Linked DNA regions of Callithrix jacchus: region 2 is linked to region 1. A link is a contact called in public Hi-C data. All regions are on one chromosome and are shown on one strand. Each heading gives the region's core, a stretch centred on a gene start, on an enhancer-like site or on the middle of the called end of the contact. The rest is flanking DNA. Distances are from core to core; before and after follow the strand shown. Region 1 overlaps POLR1A (RNA polymerase I subunit A). Region 2 has its middle 19 kb from the start of ATOH8.

Region 1 (5,819 bases), core at 1,954-4,453:
ACCCTGTGCTCCAGGGCTTCTGTTTGGATTGGCCAGTGCCTACCAGACTGGCCTGTGTACCTTCTCAGCTGTGGCGAGTTTGCTTATGCTGGATGATGTCTCGAATTTGCAAAACTCAAATCCTAGGCCCAGCCTGGCTTTTTGGGCTTAGGCCACAGGTCTAGGCAGTTTCTCCCTTGAGAGGCTAAAGAAAGAAGACCTCAGCTTGTATGACGCAGTCAGACAGCTGCCAGTGCCCTGGGCAGATGCTCATGGGAACCCTCAGAGGTTAGGTCTCCTTGGAAACACGGGACTTGGCAATGGGGAGGGGAAGGTTTGAATTCCTTGGGGAGCAAAAAGACAGACTCCATGCTAGGTACTTTTAGGCTTGCCTTGTAGCACTTGAGGGTTTTGCTCCCTGCATCTCTGAGCTAGAGAGAGAGAACTTTTAGCTTCACTAAGTAGGAATTGGGGAGAGAGTTTTGGGGAGTATCTCTTAATTACCTTTAGCCTCTCTCTTGAATGAGCTTTCTCAATGCAGTTTCATAAATATGGGCAACATAAGAAGAAACTAGACTTGCAATGATTTGTTTTCTCCTACCTGTTATCTGTTGTGATTTAAAGGAGATTTGGGGTGGCAGAGGTTTCACTAAGTCTCCATAATTCCTTTGTACTACAAAGAGGAGCCCTTCAAAATGCATGGGGTGGCAGTGACCTTCATGCATTTGCTTTTTAAGGTGTCACTTTATGTTCAGTGTTTAGGAAGCCCAGTAGTTAATGTAATTAAAGATAAGGGCATTAAGAGTCTTAATGGGCAGTACAGGAAAGTCAGCTTTGTGAGAGAGATGTCTGTTAAAAGGACATGACCAGCCAATTATTTATAAGAGGGAGATAGTATGAGCAGTGGTTATCTTAGAGGGTTGCAATTACTTGTGATTTTTAAATTCTTATCTTTAAAATTGTCTGTATTTTCTGTTTTCCCTCCTGCACAGAGCACAGCACTTGTTCAATATTTCTTTCTTTCTTTAAAAATAAGTTGGAAGCTTTTTTAAAATTTACAAAAGCATCACTTACTCATTATAGGAAGAACAATGCTAAGATGTAAGAAAATAGCTGGGTATGATGGCTCATGCCTATAATTCCAGCTCTTTGAAGGCTGAGGTGGGAGGATTGTTTGAGTCCAGGAGGTTGAAGCTGTAGTGAGCCATGATTGTACCACTACACTCCAACCTGGCGACAGAGAGAGACCCCGTCTCAGAAAAATAGTAACAGCCTGGTGAGGATCCAAGCACATTTTTCCCATGTAGACACACACACACACACATACACACACACAATAGTAACAACCTAGTGAGGATCCAGCCACATTTTTCCCATATAGACACACACACACACAGACACAATAGTAACAACCTAGTGAGGATCCAACCACCTTTTTCCCATATAGACACACACTCACACACACAAACTGGGTTGGTTTTTAAATTGCTTTTTTCATTACCTTACATGTCACCTGGATTTTTTTTTCTTTGCTGTAACACATTATTGCCATCACTTGAATGGCACAGGCCTTGTATATATTTAATTTATACTTGTTCACCACATAATATTCCATAGTGTGGATACACTGTTGCCACTTCATTGGGGCAGTAAGGTTATTTCTAGTTTTTGCTGCTGTAAAGGCTGCTGCATAAACATACATATTCATCTAACTTTGTGTAGGTGCTTTTTTTCCCTGAGGAGCCAACAGGAAATGTGTTTTAAGTGTTCTAATAGCTATTTTCAAACTCCATTGCCAAAAGACTGTGGCAATTTACAGTTCTTAATTTTTGAAGTGCAATAAAATGTCCTCTGAGGGTACTGAACTAAGAACCCTGTGTTCCAGTTCCGGGTCTGATACATGAAGCTGGGCACCTTTTTTGTGAAATGTAGAATTTCTGTTTAGACTAATGTGCTCACATGTGATAATGGGGGGATTCAAGAGTCTGCCAATTCCTTTCTAACCCAGTGGTTGGTTTTACGGTTATGTGCAGTCTTCAGGAGTTGTATCCATTTCTTTCTTCAGATTAATTTTCAGAGGAATCCAGGAACCTGGGAGGGCTATGCATCTCTGAAGAAGAGAGAGACCTATGGTCTTATTTGTTGCTTATACTTCAGAGCTTAGAGCCAGGATCAGGGCTGTAAAGGGCCGGGACCAGAGGGACCCAGGAGGTATTTCTCAGAGCTTTCTAGGGTTTTGCTCCAGATTAAAAATCCCCCTTGCATTTAGTCGACTAGAACATAAGCTAGAAACCACACCTTGGCCAGGTTGAGGTGAGCACTTGGAAAGAGCAGTGGTAATACTGATGTTTGCACTGATCACTCACCTGTCCACTCTGTTCCCAGGTGTGCCGGCATGTGAAGAATGGGGACATTCTGCTACTGAACCGCCAGCCCACCCTGCACAGACCCTCCATCCAGGCCCACCACGCCCGCATCCTGCCTGAAGAGAAAGTGCTGCGGCTCCACTATGCCAACTGCAAAGCCTATAATGCCGACTTTGATGGAGATGAGATGAATGCCCATTTCCCCCAGAGTGAGCTGGGCCGGGCCGAGGCCTATGTCCTGGCCTGCACCGATCAGCAGTACCTTGTTCCCAAGGTAGGTCTGGCCTTGAGGCCATTCCGTTGTCATCATTGGCATGACTTAGTACTTTTAACCTGGGCCCTGCTAGCTTCTGGGGTCAATAGGCAGCCCCAGGACAGGGACAGCTGGAATGGAGGGTCCTAGTTTCTCCCAGGTGGGGCTTTTAGCCGTCTAGTTGCCTAGAGGCTGGGAAATGTTTATTTCTTGCTGCGTTGTAAAATGTAAATCAGGACAGAAATTGTGATAGCTGTCCCAGAAAGCCAACCTTACTAGCTTCGTAATAGGTCTTGTGTTCAACACTGAAGTTTGGATTCTGCAACTTAATAGCCCTCGGCCAGCATTAGTATCCCAACACTGTAATGGTTCTCACGGTCCACACATGACTTTGATCCTTTGTTCTGACAAACATGAGCTTTAAGAAGCAGCCTAACCCCAAGGGCCCAGAAGAGATCCCCCAATAGCCCATGAAGGCATCTCCTCTCCTCTTTGAATCCCTTCCTTCTTTCTCCAAATTCAGTCCTCAAGGGCAACACCATGTGGTCACAGCTGTCCAGAGGGATACGTGGGTAGGACAGAACTTCCTCCCCACTCTCCTGAGCAGCTGACTCATGGCCAGGAGTAGCAGGGGCCTGAGTCAGCATGTGCTCATGGTAGGGACAGAGCGAGGAAAGAGGCAGGCAGCAGGGAAGAGGACAGAGTGTGTTCCAGTGCCTGCTTCGCCCTCACTACCCACCCAGAGGTCTGAGACCTCCCAAACTGTAAGCCTTTTGCACCACAGTGATTCACAATTATACATCATTCATTTGGATCGTGATGGAGTATGAAGAATAATCGTAACGTCAAACCAAGGCTCCCATTTCCCAAGTACTTTTTCAGTGCCATACACTGTGCAGAGAGCACATTAGAGGCTCCTCATTTCACCCTCCCCACAGTCCCTGGAGGTAGGTGCTATTCATGCCCACATTTTACACTTGAAGGATTCATGTAACTTGCCCATGGACACCTAGCTGAGAAGCAGGAGGAAGGACAAGGAGCTCCCCGATCTTCCTGGAGTTTGTGCTGCCACAGGGATGGAGAGCTCTGTACACAGGGAGTGCCTGGGGCTCCTCAGAGATGCTTAGCATCTCTGCTAAGTCAGCATCCTCTGCTCCTTGGAATAAGGCATGTGGTGAGGAGCGTGGTGTTCCGGCCCCCTTTCCTACCAGATGCACCACTGTGGCTTCATGAGGGTCCCAGTTGTTTTAGTTGGCCTTTCCTTTCTCTGGCCACCTTTGTGGGCTGTGGATTAGTGAAGGGACTAAATGTAGGAAGAAGTGGTGATGGGCCCACTCAGATTACTTGGAAATTAAAAAAAAATAAATTTGCTAATTTGAAAAGTGGCTTTTTATGTTCTCATGTAAATAATGTGGCTCTTATGGTGGTGGCAATGAAAGCTGACATTTATTAGGTGGGCCACAGGCCTTAGGCACTGCTGTAAGCAGTTTGTAGACATTCCCTTCCTTATGAGGTTGGTGTGATTTTCAGACAAGGAAACACCAAGTGAGTAGTATGTCAGCCAGCAATGAGACCAAGACTAGAACCCAGCAGCTTTGGATGACTCCTCCCTGCCCCCCACCCATGTACTTGGCTGTGCATGTTCTTAGCTCCACTTGACAGGTGAGGCTGGGACTAAGGGAGAGCAGGTGACAGGAAGCAGCTCCCAGGACTGTGTGGGTCTTTGACTCTCTAGCAGCCGAATCATATTTCACCAGAGGGGATACTACCAGGGAGCAGCAGATGGTTTTTTGCTGGCAGAGTGACTTGAGGGATTCACCGTGTGGGGAGTTGAGGCGCTCTGAAGTCCTCAGACCAACGACCTTGAATGTGCTGTACTTGATTTTGATTGAATAAGGTGCAAAGCTGTAGGAGGCTTCATGCTTGCTTTGTTTCCTGCAGTAGGCTGTAAATCCAAGTGGGCCTCATCACATGCTCATATGCCTAGGAGTTTTAGGTTGGGCATACACTTAAGGGAGACAGGAGAACACAAGTAAATAAGCTTATGTCAATAAATTATTTTCTTAAAAAGAAAAAAGCTTATGGGAGATGACTTGAAGATTCACTGTACTTTCATTGAGTTTCTTTTGTTAGAGGTAAAGAGCTTTTGATTCTTGATAAATTTTATTTAGTCTTTGGTATAAATGCCAAGAAGTGGAATCCTTATATTTGCTAATGGTTATAAAAATGCAACATGCCGTTAGTGTCAGAGTCATGAAAGGATAGGAGCTGATTTGGTTAAATGAGGAAGACCAGTATTTTGGGGTCATTTTTCTTAGTGTATTTTTATTTCCCTTAGTTTCCATATTTCTTTGTTTATAATTCCTTTTCTTCCCTAGCACCAGTTTCTCTTCCTTACCTAACCATAACACCAAATTAAAGTACATTTTATCGTTGGTTTCATGTACTTAATAGAGTTTTGTGGTGCCTTTTTACTTAAAATAGGAGTTGAATGAAACACTATTTCTTTTCCATAAAAACAGTTAAACTTTTCATTTATGTGTTAATTTTTAGACTAATTTTTTTTCCTTCTATTTATTTATTGAGGGCCCGTGCTTTGTGGAAAGTTTTAAAACAAAGCTTGAGATATGTTTCCTGAATTCTGCTTAGTCAGCTAGAAAATTCAAGTTACAGAATACCCTATTCCCAAAGCATCCTGACCAGAGACGTTCATTATAATGTCATTTTGCTGTGCTATTAAGGAGAATAGTATAGCTGACAGTTTTCTGGGGTTTTGATTCAGAGATGTTCTTTCTGAGTTTAAGCAGGATTTAGAAAATGTAGAATTATAAGTAGTCCTTTAGCAATTGCTATAATCAGCATTCTGCCTTAGAATTTGTGATTATTGCATTGAAAGCAATTTAGCCATTAAAGTAATTGTCTAGTCATGGAAAAATCTGGACAGACAGAGGAAAAGGCACTGAATAGATCACAGAACCTGTAATTATGTTCTTTAAGGAATAAAACAAAAGGAAAAATCATTATCTGCCCCCCAAAGACTGTGAGATGAGTCAAATCCATAATACTGGTTTGGGTTTTTCTCCCAAGCAAAATAAGACCATATAGGTAACAAGAGGTAGAGTGTAATTTTTTATGTATGTTAAGTCAAAGCATTCCTAAGAAGGGCTGTGTGCCCCATCTGATCTTGCCATATGTCTGTCACCTTTCCAGTTCATTTGTAA
Region 2 (5,819 bases), core at 1,550-4,049, 330 kb after region 1:
TGACTGGCCTAGTCACAGGCTCCACCTTGGAACCAGAACCACGCAGTTCCGAAGCCAATTTCTTCAGAACTCCATGAAAGCCAGGTGCGGTGGCTCATGCCTGTAATTCCAGCACTTTGGGAGGCAGGAGGATTGCTCCAGCCCAGGGGTTCAAAACCAGCCTGGGCAACATAGCAAAAGATGCTGTCTCTACAAAAAATAAAGTAAAATAAATTAGCTGGGCATGGTGGCACACACCTGTAGTCCCAGCTACTCAGGAGACTGAGGTGGGAGGATCGCTTGAGCCCAGGAGGTCAAGGATGCACTAAGCCATAATTGTAGCACTGCCCTCCAGGCTGGGCAACAGAGCAAGACTCTGTCTCAAGAGGAGAGAGAGGGAAAAAAAAGAACTGCATGGATTCCCAGTACAAGCTGGAGAATGTTGGGAAGAGGGAAAAGGGGCATGGAGGTATATCTGCTGCTAGACACAGGGTTGGGGTGGGGTGAGGCAACTGAGGAGCCTAGGGCACAGAATTCAAGAGGATATTCCCTCTCGGGGTCATGTGTGGACCCTGAACTGTCATAGCCCTGAGAGGGAGCATCTCCTTAAATGTTGTGCTCATTTGGACATGCCATTTGCCTCACCCTAGTGACAGTGTGATCCCTGGCTGCACAACAAATTACCCTAAAACTTGGTGGCTCCAAGCAGCAAACATTAATCATCTTACAGTTCTGCGGGAAGGAAATGTGCAAGTGGTTTAGCTGGGGGTTCTGGCGTGGGATGTCTCATGAGGTTGCAGTCAAGATGTCAGCCAGTGCTGCAGTCATCAGAAGGCTTGCCTGGGCTGGCAGTCCACTTCCAAATGGCTCCTTCACGTGGCTGTTGCCTGGAACTAGGGTGTCAGTTCCTCCCTATGTGGTCTTTTCATAGGACCCTGCATTATGGCTTCCTTACTTCCCATTTCTAAGACTGAGATAATACATATGCTTAATCTCATGTGCCAACTTTGTTTGATTGGTAATGACTGAGAGAGTTAAGATTGATTGTTAATATAGGGCCTTGGCCAAACCAGCACTCATTGCTGCCTGTGATTTTGATAACAGAATCTGTCTTTGTTCAGGATCCAGCTGCAGTGAGGAGGTGGCTTCCCAATGATGAATCAGGATTGTCCTAAATTATCCCTCCCATGGGAAGGGGCAATCTCATTTGCTCTTGCCAGCAATTGTGACACAGTTTGGCCATGATAAGGGGAATTCTGGTGAAGAGGTTCTGGAAAAGGTTTTGCTTGCAGATTAAATGACAGTGGGTGGGAGGGAGAAGGGGAGAATACTTCCTTTGAAAACAATTTTAGAAGGATATGATGCTTGGAGGTCAGGCGGCCACACGAAAACCCAAAAGAAAAACCATGAAAATTTCTGGGAGATGGAGCCAGAGTCCAGACATCATGGAGCTGTTGGATTAACAGGTCCTGGAACTGCCTTTCTCTGGACTTCTTGTTTTGAGTGACAACAAATGCTCTTATCGAATGTTCTAATTGGGTTTTCTGTTATGGGCGGCCCAGTACAAACTAATTGATATGTGAGATCATCCCACATCTCAAGATAGTTTTATGTTCCTTCATATACCTTGAAGAAAACCAGACGAGTTCCTTCCTGGCATCCTGGGAGAATATGACTCGATATGACTTATATGTCCTTCTTCATGACAACAAGGCTGTCTGGAGCCTCTTCTTGGCTGAGTGGGAAAGTAGAACTCTGCACTTTGTTTTCTTTCCTTCTGTTAGATGCAGATCATCTTCCAGAGACCTCCACCAAGGAACCCAGAGCCCACTTCAGGTCTGGGACCCAGTGGCAGGTTCACTGATCTCTGGGGAAAAGGAAGGTCTCCTGCCTCCCAAGGAACTTGTCTATGATAGACCCCTCAGGCCCAGTCACCCAGGAGTGGGGGTCAAGGATGCTGGGGATCAGGTCTGGCAAGGGCACAAACTGCTCCAGGGAGCCTAGCCCCTTCCCTTCCTGTACCCTCTTCTCGTTCCCAGAGCTTCTCTTCCTCTTTACTTTCCTCAGCGCCAGTATCGTCTCCTTTCTCACTGAGATTTTTATTCTGGACACAAAGATGCTCAAAACCAAGGCTGCATTTCCCAGCCCCCCCTGTCGTTGGTGGCAGCTATGGGGAGTGTATTCCGGCCATTGAGGGGTAGAGGAAGGTGTGTGTCAGCTTCTGGGCTGGGCCATGAAGTGGGGTACACTGCCCCTCCTCTACCCTGCTGCTTGAAATAGACTGTTGTGTTTGGGGGTGGGCATCTTTGGTCATGAGGATGAGAATGACAGCCTGAAAATAATGAAAGAGAAGGCTCCTGGGCTCCCACAGCAGCCCTGGACCTCCTGCTTATGACTGTTATGTAAGTGAAACTTCCATCATGTTTGTTTGAGCCACTGTTATTTTGGGGTCTGTTACCTGTAGCTCAGCCCTTTCTCTCCCCTTCCTCCTTTTCTTTCTTCTCCATATTGTTCTCTTGTCTCCTTCTCCCTCCCACTCTTTTTCCTTCCAGTCCCCAAAGCCCCTCACCTTCTTTCTCTCCTCTCTCCAAACCACTAGCCTCTTCCAAAGTGGCAGGTGATAGGCATAGACACCGAGGGTGCAGAGAGCCTTCCTGCTCCTTGGTCCCTGTGAATGTATCCCTGTCTCAAAGTCCCTGACATGCTGGGGATTTGCTCCCACCCAGGGAGCACACAGCCTCCTGCTGTGTCCAGCTCTGTGCTCTGAGGATAGCCTGCACCCAGGGAGGAGGCAGAGAGCCAGCGGGGCACCAACCCCAGGCAGCCTGTCCTGTGGCCCAATGCCCAGTGTCCAGCTCCTGTCTCATGATTCTGCAGTGACCGCTGTGATGCCTGGAACTGGACCCTCGCCTGGGCTATAGACCATCTGGCTGTGCCCTCTGGCTTCCCCAGAAGGGGATGCTCTTAGATGTCAGGAAGCTGACACCAGCCTGCTAGGAGCTGGCCATGTCTACCTCTTTATTCTTCAGCCTCAGGTCCAGACTTTGCCTGGGTGGGTGATGGTGGCAGGAGAAGAGAAGCCAAAGAGGATTCACTCGCCACAGAGACTTCGTGAAAACCAATGTGCAGGCCCCGTGCCTTCCCCTCCCAGCCCTGCCCTCTGGGCCCCCATGCCAGCCTTCTGTCCCTGCTTAGCCCACACAGGCGACAGATGGTGCCTTGAAGACGAGTCCTGGGATGGGGCCCAGGGTGCCAGTGTCAGCTGTGGCTAGACACTCCCCTTTCATCCTCCAGCATGTGGCTGAGGTAACCCAAGCTCTCCACCTGGCTAAGTAGGGCTCAGCAAGGCAGAAGGGCTGAGCTGCAGGAGGCCACATGCAGGGATTTAGGCCCTTTGGGTGTGGAGGCCCAGCGGAGAGAGGAGAGATGGCCAAGGCCCCAGCGTGAGAAGGAGAATTCATAGAGGCCAATACTGGGCCCACTTGCAGCCAGTACCATGAATGCAGGGCCTCTGCTGGGCTCAGGTCACAGGGAATGCATCAAGGATGCCTGTTTGCCCTCAGGCTGCTCTCAGAGAAGGTGGTCTCTCCCTGGGCCACCCTTTTGCTCTGGACTCCAACTCAAAGCCAGCTTTTGACAGGAAGCCAGGCTGGGATCAGCTTCATCTGGGCACATCCAGATCACTGACTGCCTGTGCAGTTCGCAGTGGTGTGATGTCAGGTCAGAATTCTCCAGACGCTTTCCATCTGGAGTCAACACTATCCTTGCAGCTGCTCCGAAGGCCGCGCCCTGTGGCCAGCCACGATGGGATCGAGTGTCCGTCCTTCTGGAGGCTGAGCTTAGGGCAGGCTTCGGAAGAACAAATTAAAAGGCGGCCTTTTTCCAAAGGACAAACTGAAAGCCCGTAGCGGCTGAGGAAGCAGAGAAGCGTTTGTGGGGTGGAAGGGCAGAAACTCTGAGCCCATAGGGAGCAGGGAGAGGCCTGCCAAGCCCAGGGCTAGGCCAGGAGTGCCAGAGAATGGTGTCGAGGGGGAGGTCAGAGACCATGGAGAGAGATGAATGCAGACAGGAGTCTCTGTCTCTCTTTCTCTCAGGCGCACACGCACACACGTGTACTTTCATACCCCATGCCATCCTCTATGTCCCATGCACTTCCAAGGCTGTGAGTTTTGCTCTGCCAGGACCACCCTCGGTCCACCTGGGGAATTCCTTTCACTCTTCACACGGCCACTCAAATGTCACCTCCTCTGTGAAACGTCCTCCCCAGAGGCCCCACCTTCTTCCCCTCTCCCCAAGCAGATTCATCGGTGCCCTCCTGGGGTTCCAGCAGTCCTGCTGCCTCACCCAGCTCACACTACTGTGCTAGCAGATGGCCTCACAGCCCATGCATCCAGCGGCCTGACCAGGAGGGCCTCAGGACAGGCCGAGGAGGAGGCCTGGCAGAGTCAGGCTGAGCAGGCCTGACTTTGTCCACTCTAGACACATGGTCACTTCTTTGCTCAGTGCTGAGCACACAGCTAGGGCTCAAACAAATATTAGTTATAACTATTTGGCTAGGACCAAATAATAACTGTTTGATTGTTATTGATTGAATGTACTTACATAGGCCTTTATCATAGGCTCGTATGCAACCCCCAGCCACAGAGATGTCTTTCCTGCTCTCTCTTCTGTGTCTTGGAGTTATTCAGGGGTTGGTCTTCAGTGTGGGGGAAAAGTTGCAAAAAAAAAAAAAAGCAATCAAGTTTTGTTGGAACAAATTAATGAAACCAAAGTTGCCCAGATGCTTCCCCCACCCAAGAAGCCAAATGAGGAAGAGGGAGGCCTGGGAGACTGGAGGAAATTCCCTTCTGCACCCACCCAGACACATGGTGTCAGGAAAGGTGCAAGCTGCTTCACCCATCAGAGCCTGGTAATAATATTCACAGCGTTGTTGTAAGAAATGAATGAGATGACAGGTGACAAAGTGCTTGGCAAAAAAGTACAGCACACCCACAGAATCGTCTCATGCAACCCCATCCCTCACTTCTCTCATTTCCAGTTCTAGAAAACTGGCGTCAGTTACAAAGGCCTTGAGGAACTCCACGAAATTGTCAATTGTTGACAATTGAATGAATGTTCTGGAGACAACATAAAGGTAGAGAAACAGATCCATATCCAGTACTCACTAAATGCTTGTTGATGAGATTACATTTTTAAGAAAGAGTTCTAATTTCAAATGTTGAAAATCCAAATCTGTCAAGAGCGGCTGTTGACCCAGAATGCTTCAGTGAAACTGGAACTCCAGCCCCTGAACATTCTGGGTGACCAGAAAAATTCTCTCTGGGAAAACCCAGGGCCAGCTCACAACAAGCATGACTTCACCCTGTGCTCCCAACATTGCAGGTCAGGGACATGAAGCCAAGGACAAATGTCACACGTCTTCAGGGAGAACAATTTTATTCCAAAGTTTTTTGGGAGGATGAAAATTACCAACAAGAATTTCCCTCATTCTAAGGTCTGCATTTTCTCTATATTTGAACATTTCTAACATATGTGCCCATGTCTTTCGCATCTCAAAAAAGGAAAAAATTAAATCGGCGGTGCCTCTTGCAGTGATAGCACCTTAGGACTAAGCAAATAAACCAGCCACAGAAACCACTTTCAATGAAAATGCAAGTCATTAAAAAGATTATTTTTAATGATAAAACTTGCCAGGGGGCACTCAAAAGTAGAAGGTGAAAGGCAGGTGAACTTTTAAGAAAATGAATGAGTGGTCCAAAAAAAAAATGTTTTCCTGTGATGGGCCACTGCAGGTCACTTCCCTTCCCTCTCCCTTGCCCTTGGCCGTGCTGCGGGGAAGA

Evidence for each region. Hi-C and Micro-C count contacts between places; a contact is called where the count stands out from the background.
Region 2: a Hi-C map of skeletal muscle shows a contact between it and region 1, with 3 times the contacts expected there. The contact joins two enhancer-like sites. A contact is called at or near these places in 2 of 3 Hi-C or Micro-C datasets (both in skeletal muscle).

What each region holds. Positions count from the first base shown.
Region 1 is chr14:26,928,903-26,934,721 of calJac240_pri, forward strand. POLR1A (RNA polymerase I subunit A) reads left to right here. Exons shown (of 33, transcript XM_078348946.1): 12 at 2,365-2,619. Among named protein-coding and RNA genes, the nearest start is that of POLR1A, 34 kb to the left of the region's middle. Within about 2 kb of position 3,204, at least 2 of the 16 cell types and tissues checked have an H3K27ac peak or open chromatin away from gene starts, as enhancers often do. A contact at or near this core is called in skeletal muscle, where this site is marked.
Region 2 is chr14:27,261,297-27,267,115 of calJac240_pri, forward strand. No RefSeq gene overlaps it. Among named protein-coding and RNA genes, the nearest start is that of ATOH8, 19 kb to the left of the region's middle. Within about 2 kb of position 2,800, at least 4 of the 16 cell types and tissues checked have an H3K27ac peak or open chromatin away from gene starts, as enhancers often do. A contact at or near this core is called in skeletal muscle, where this site is marked.